Regions from separate parts of the Anser cygnoides genome. Here region 1 is linked to region 2. A link is a contact called in public Hi-C data. All regions are on one chromosome and are shown on one strand. Each heading gives the region's core, a stretch centred on a gene start, on an enhancer-like site or on the middle of the called end of the contact. The rest is flanking DNA. Distances are from core to core; before and after follow the strand shown. Region 1 has its middle 6.4 kb from the start of RAB18. Region 2 has its middle 110 kb from the start of BAMBI.

What was found. A called contact is a pair of places that touch in the nucleus more often than the background predicts.
Region 1: a Hi-C map of liver shows a contact between it and region 2, with 2.4 times the contacts expected there. The contact joins two enhancer-like sites. A contact is called at or near these places in 2 of 7 Hi-C or Micro-C datasets (both in liver).

The regions. Positions count from the first base shown.
Region 1 is chr2:17,691,875-17,694,579 of Taihu_goose_T2T_genome, forward strand. No RefSeq gene overlaps it. Among named protein-coding and RNA genes, the nearest start is that of RAB18, 6.4 kb to the left of the region's middle. Within about 2 kb of position 1,292, at least 2 of the 3 cell types and tissues checked have open chromatin away from gene starts, as enhancers often do. A contact at or near this core is called in liver, where this site is marked.
Region 2 is chr2:17,032,437-17,035,136 of Taihu_goose_T2T_genome, forward strand. No RefSeq gene overlaps it. Among named protein-coding and RNA genes, the nearest start is that of BAMBI, 110 kb to the right of the region's middle. Within about 2 kb of position 1,330, at least 2 of the 3 cell types and tissues checked have open chromatin away from gene starts, as enhancers often do. A contact at or near this core is called in liver, where this site is marked.

The sequences.
Region 1 (2,705 bases), core at 42-2,541, 660 kb after region 2:
ACTGTACATCAACAATGAAAAGAGTGAGACAATGTTTTACAAAGAACACAGAAAGAACAACAAAGTTTGGATATTAGAGTTTTCCTGCAGCTGAACTTCATGTGCACTTCATGAACATATTGAGCAGTTTGTGTTCTGAATTGTTCTTTGTTCATGGCAAATGTATTTGTATCCAGAGCAGCACAATGTATAATGTATTTACCACAAAGATCAGAAGAGACACACAAAAAGAGAATATTTGGCAGACCAGGTTCACATGAAGTATTTCCTCTGGGTCTTAATGAAATAAAAAGTAGTAGTACTTTTCCAAAGCTTACTATTTCCACATTGCTTCATGAATTTTTCAAAAGTCACTTTAGGATTTGCTTTGGACTTCATATGTTGGCGGGAGAGCTAGAGATGCTTTTTATGAATACCATAAACTTACTAGAGGAGGCAAAGTAGGCACGCATCTGTGTGCAGTAAGTACCTTTCTGTAAAAATCTGTATTTCCCACAACGAAGGCAACTGGCATTCCTTTTCAGAAAATAGTTGTTCTGAAATGAATGTTCTTGTTTTTCAAGAGGATGTACTTTTTTGTGGTTTAACCTGGCCAGCAGCTAAGCACCACACGACTTTAAATGATCATTTTAAGGGAGGAAAATCGGGAATGGAGTTACTTTCCATTTAAGAAATAATGTATTCATCTAGCCTTCTCCAATTGCTTTTAGTAATGGATAACATTAAGGGGGGAAGGGAAGGGATAACCCCATCTCTGCTTTGGGATCATCTTATCGATAATCCCTTCTGAACGTTTAACATACCTCATCTAGCCTGTGGTTGCATGTGCCTGCAGGATTAGCTGTTAGAATGGCACCAGCTGGATTAAGTAACCCCACTCGTCAGTATCTCACCTTTTGCGCAACACTGCATGAAGCAATCGTGACAAACCAGAGGATCTGGTGGGCAAAGGACAGAGACACAATATCAAGGCAGTGACTGCCAAGTAAGCCAAACAGCAATCTTTATTAAATCTCTAACAATCACTAGAAGAAATGCATGCAGAAATTGGAATTCAAATCGGGTCAGACCAAGGCCTACCATGGCAAACAGTTTTGTCAGGGCCGATCAAAGTCTGTCTGTCTCCGGTGACAGGCAGTAGTGGCGTATGCAAGAGCAAGTAATGGTACTTCCCCAGGATGTTACTGCAGCCTTCAGCAGTTTGTGACCCAGGGCTTTTGGAGCCCGTGGTGATGGTGTCATCATACACAGTAGCTGCAATTCTCTTCTACAGTAGCTGCATTTTTCTTCATCAAAGATAATTTCTCCTCCAGGTATTTTGAACCCATAATAACATACACCATCTAGAGCCTCCTGCAGCAAAGAGTTGCACAGCTTAGCTACGTATACATCCTTCTTTTAGTTTTATGTGTACTACCTGCTACTTTCATTTGATTTCCCTTCTCATATTAGAAGAGACAGTGAGCAACTGTCTATTAATTTACTCTATGCCACACCTGATCCTGTAGATTGCCATCATGTCCTCTCATGGTTTTGTTTTTTTTTCAGCCAGAGGAATCCCGAACTATTTAATCATTCATTTAATCATTCATTATTTAATCATTCATTTAATCTCATTCCTCATGGATGTCATTATAATTTTAACTATCCTGTTTTCACTTGCTGTACAGTGACTGTCCTCCTGGATCCTTTTTCAGATGAGAAGACTAGAACTATGCAAAGTACACAAAATAGGAGTGTCCCCAAGGAATGGCATATTTTCTGTTTTACTCTGTGGGTATTTTCTAGTATTTTCTAGTGGTCTGTTGTTTTATTGGCCACCACTTAGGCCTGTACTGATATTTTCATAGAATTATGTATTATAATTTTTTCTACTTACTTCCATTTTCATTCTGGAGTGGTAACAACCACAGCAGAGCTCTTCACTATGGATGTACTTTTAGTATTTTAAAACAAAATCACAGAAAAAAAAAACCTCTGTTTGTTTGTTTGTTTAGTCTGAATGTAATACTACCTCTTCCCTGAGGTCCTTTTTATAACTTGACTGATCACAATTTTATTTGGTAGACTTGGTAGATTTCTTCTGACATGTTTGATAAGGAATTTATTATCAGGTTTTGTGTGTTTTGTTAGTTGTTCCTTACATTTTTTAAAGTTTTGTATGATTCTGCTTTTATATATGCTTGCTGTAGTTTGTATTCATTTGTATTTTCCTCATTTCAGTGAAGCTCCACGTTTCTGTAGTATTACAGAATTACTGAAGTTGAAGTAGACCTTTGGAGATTGACTGGTCCAACACCACATTTGAGCAGGATCAGCTACAGCAGGTTGCTCAGGACCACATCCAGTCAGGTTTAGAATATCTCCGCAGGTGGAGATTCCACAACCACTCTAGGCAACCTGTTCCAGCGTTTGACCACATTCACAGTAAAAAAAAAAAAAAAAAAAAAAAGTGTTTTCTTGTGTTCAAATTGAATTTCATGTGTTTTAATTTGTTCCTGTTTTCTCCTGTCCTGTCAATGTGCACCAATGAGAAGAATCTGATTTTATCTTCTTCATTCCCTTCCATGTGGCATTTACAGACGTTGATAAGCTCCCCCTGAGCCTCTCTTCTCCAAGCTGAACAGTCCTAGCTCTCCTGGGCTCACCTCATATGAAAGATGCTGCAGTCCCCTATCCATCTTCATGGCCCATCACCAAAGTCA
Region 2 (2,700 bases), core at 80-2,579:
CAGATCATTTAGAGTGTATTCTATGAGTTGGTTGACTTCTTATGTTTACTGCTAGTTTCTAGTTTTACATAACCCAGTCTTTCCCTCTACAGATTTATGTCCATAGATCTAGATCTCTCTTCCAATAAAAACTGTGAAAGTTTTGCCATTGACTTAGCTCAATTTCCAGCACTTCTTCCCTACCTCTGTTTTTATATTCAGCAGTCTTAAACCCTCAAACTTCTCTGCATACAATCAACACAAGGAAGGAATGAGGAAATTCAGTTTTCAGCTTAACTAGGACAACTGCTGAGCCATTAGAAAATCATGTGGGTTTATAAGGCCCCTGGGCACTAGAGAAAGGTTGACAAGCTATCTTATGCAGAAATGGAAAATCTGGGGAACGACCAAATTGCCAACCTTGGCAAGATACTTCAACAAAATATTAAGCTACTGCATCATAGCAAAGGGGAATAACTCTCTGATAAAAAGAACTGGTTAACTTGGATTTATGAAGAACAAAGAATGTCAAACCACAGTCTCTTCCACTGAGAGAGAAAATGTTTTACTGTCTGGGAAGAATCCATGGGTTCAATTTTGAGTTTAATAATGTGTTTTCTGACATTTCCCTTGCTATGGACATAAGTTTTAAATGAAAGTTCCCCCAAAATGGGTACCCAACTAGCTGAAAAACATGTAGTCAAGTAATAACATGCAGGGCATCAGCCTCAGACTAGGAAAATATGCCTATTAGAGCACTGCAGGTATCTCCCAGACTTCCACATACTAGATTTTTCTTCCAACCAGACCAAGTCTGCCATTCACAGCTGCACCTAAGAGCAACAGTTCAAGCAAGAAATCAACAAAGCCACATTAGACATCCCTGTTCCCTCCAGGTCTGAAGTTCAAGGTGACAAATGACACTTCTGGCTTCGAGGCACTCCTTTTCCATTGGAGGTGTGCATGTCTGTGCAGCAGCATGGAGGCACCTAACCCAGCCTTGCACGAGCAGAGCCATTAGCTCAGGTCTGGGAAGAAGTTTCGCTGTATGGACCATGGGTTACTCTGTTGAGTACCTCTGTTGTGGCTAAGGGCTGGTGCAGTGCACTTGCACTGGATTTCAGAGCAGAGCTGGCTCCTAGCTGAGTGTTTCACAAAACACAGGTAGACCTCAGGGCAGACACCCGCCAGGCTATGGGGAGCACACCTACATCTCTCCAGAGGAACTTCTCTGGGTCATAAAGAAGACTATTAGAGAGTGGGATGCAGATCTAGGTCTCCCAAATCACAGGCTATCCTCCAGACATGGGGCCTAGAGTTAAAAAATACATCATTTTAGATACCTGCGGGAAAAAAATAAATAAATAAATAAATAATTTTAAAAAAATGAGCAGAGATGTTTGTTAAGATACACTTTACTGAAGGTTCATTCTTTGGCATTGCAAGTTCTGTTTTCCAGGTGGTGAAACAGTCAGTCATGCTTTTAGCACATCTAGGATTAGCTAGCCAATAGATCCCTACAGTCAAAATCTGGATGTGAATTTTGTCTCACAATGCTCAAAATCAGACTCACCAGGAGAACTCCTAGCCTAATGGCTGATAACATATCATGTAAATCATTACTTTAAATGATAAGCCTTCTGGGATTCATTTTCAGCATACAGCTGATCATTAAACCTCTTTTAGGTCTTTTAAGGTTATTTTGAAATTAAATCAATACTTAGCTCTGCTGCTGTCCTTCACTGAACGCGTCCAAAGGACACAACCCTTTTCTCAAACACGGGGAATCCTCGTCCTGGCTTTAACTAAAAACTCTTCATTCCAATATTTGGAAAATTGGAATATTCCAGGAAAGCTCCTAAACAAGTTCAGCAAACAGTTGCTCAACTCTTCCTTCCCTCCCCTCTAATCTCAGGTGCTGACCTGGCCATTCATTCCTTGTTTGCTGCGGGGAGTTCTGCAAACCGAGTTTCCATGGCAGCCCTAATCCGTGAATGGGGCTGGCTCCAGCGGTGGTCACTTAGGACACGTTTTGTCCTCCCAGTGTCCCATCACTGGCTGGATCAGAAGACAGAAAACAAGTGCCTTCAGCAAACATGACCTAATGTGCCCCAACCTTTGCCAGGGGGCCTGGGAAAGGCTGTGTGGGACACCCGCCACTCCTGGGATTTTCCACCCAGGTCTCCCAAGAGTTTCGCACCTGTTTTTATAGCCTGTTTTATTTTAACTGCATTGCTGGTCACTTTTTCATTCTTTTCTTTTTTAGATGCAGGTATCCCCTGCTGCAAGCCCTTCTCCATCCAGCGCTGAGGATGGCTGGCAAAGGGCTTCTGAACACAAAAGACGAACAAAATTAAAGTCCACAAGTTCCCCAAACGTTACCTAACATTCATTTTATGCTGAACAATCAAAGTCAGTTCTTCTGGGCATTAAAATGATTGCTTGCAAAAAAATTGTCTAAGAGGATTACAGCCAAACATTTCCAGATCATGCTTTTCAAGCTGCTAAAACGTTAGAGAAAAAAAAAAATGGTACTATGGAAAAATGTCTGAAATACTCTGAAGCAGACAAACTGTCTATTTTGAGTGTATGTTCTATACATTCCTTAAAGTATAACTCTTCCCTGGTTCCTCCAAGTTCCTTTCCTTTGTTCTGGGGCATTAAAGTCTTGCTATCTGTCTTCTTTTAACCGTATGCTTGTGGAGTAACACAAAAGGTAAA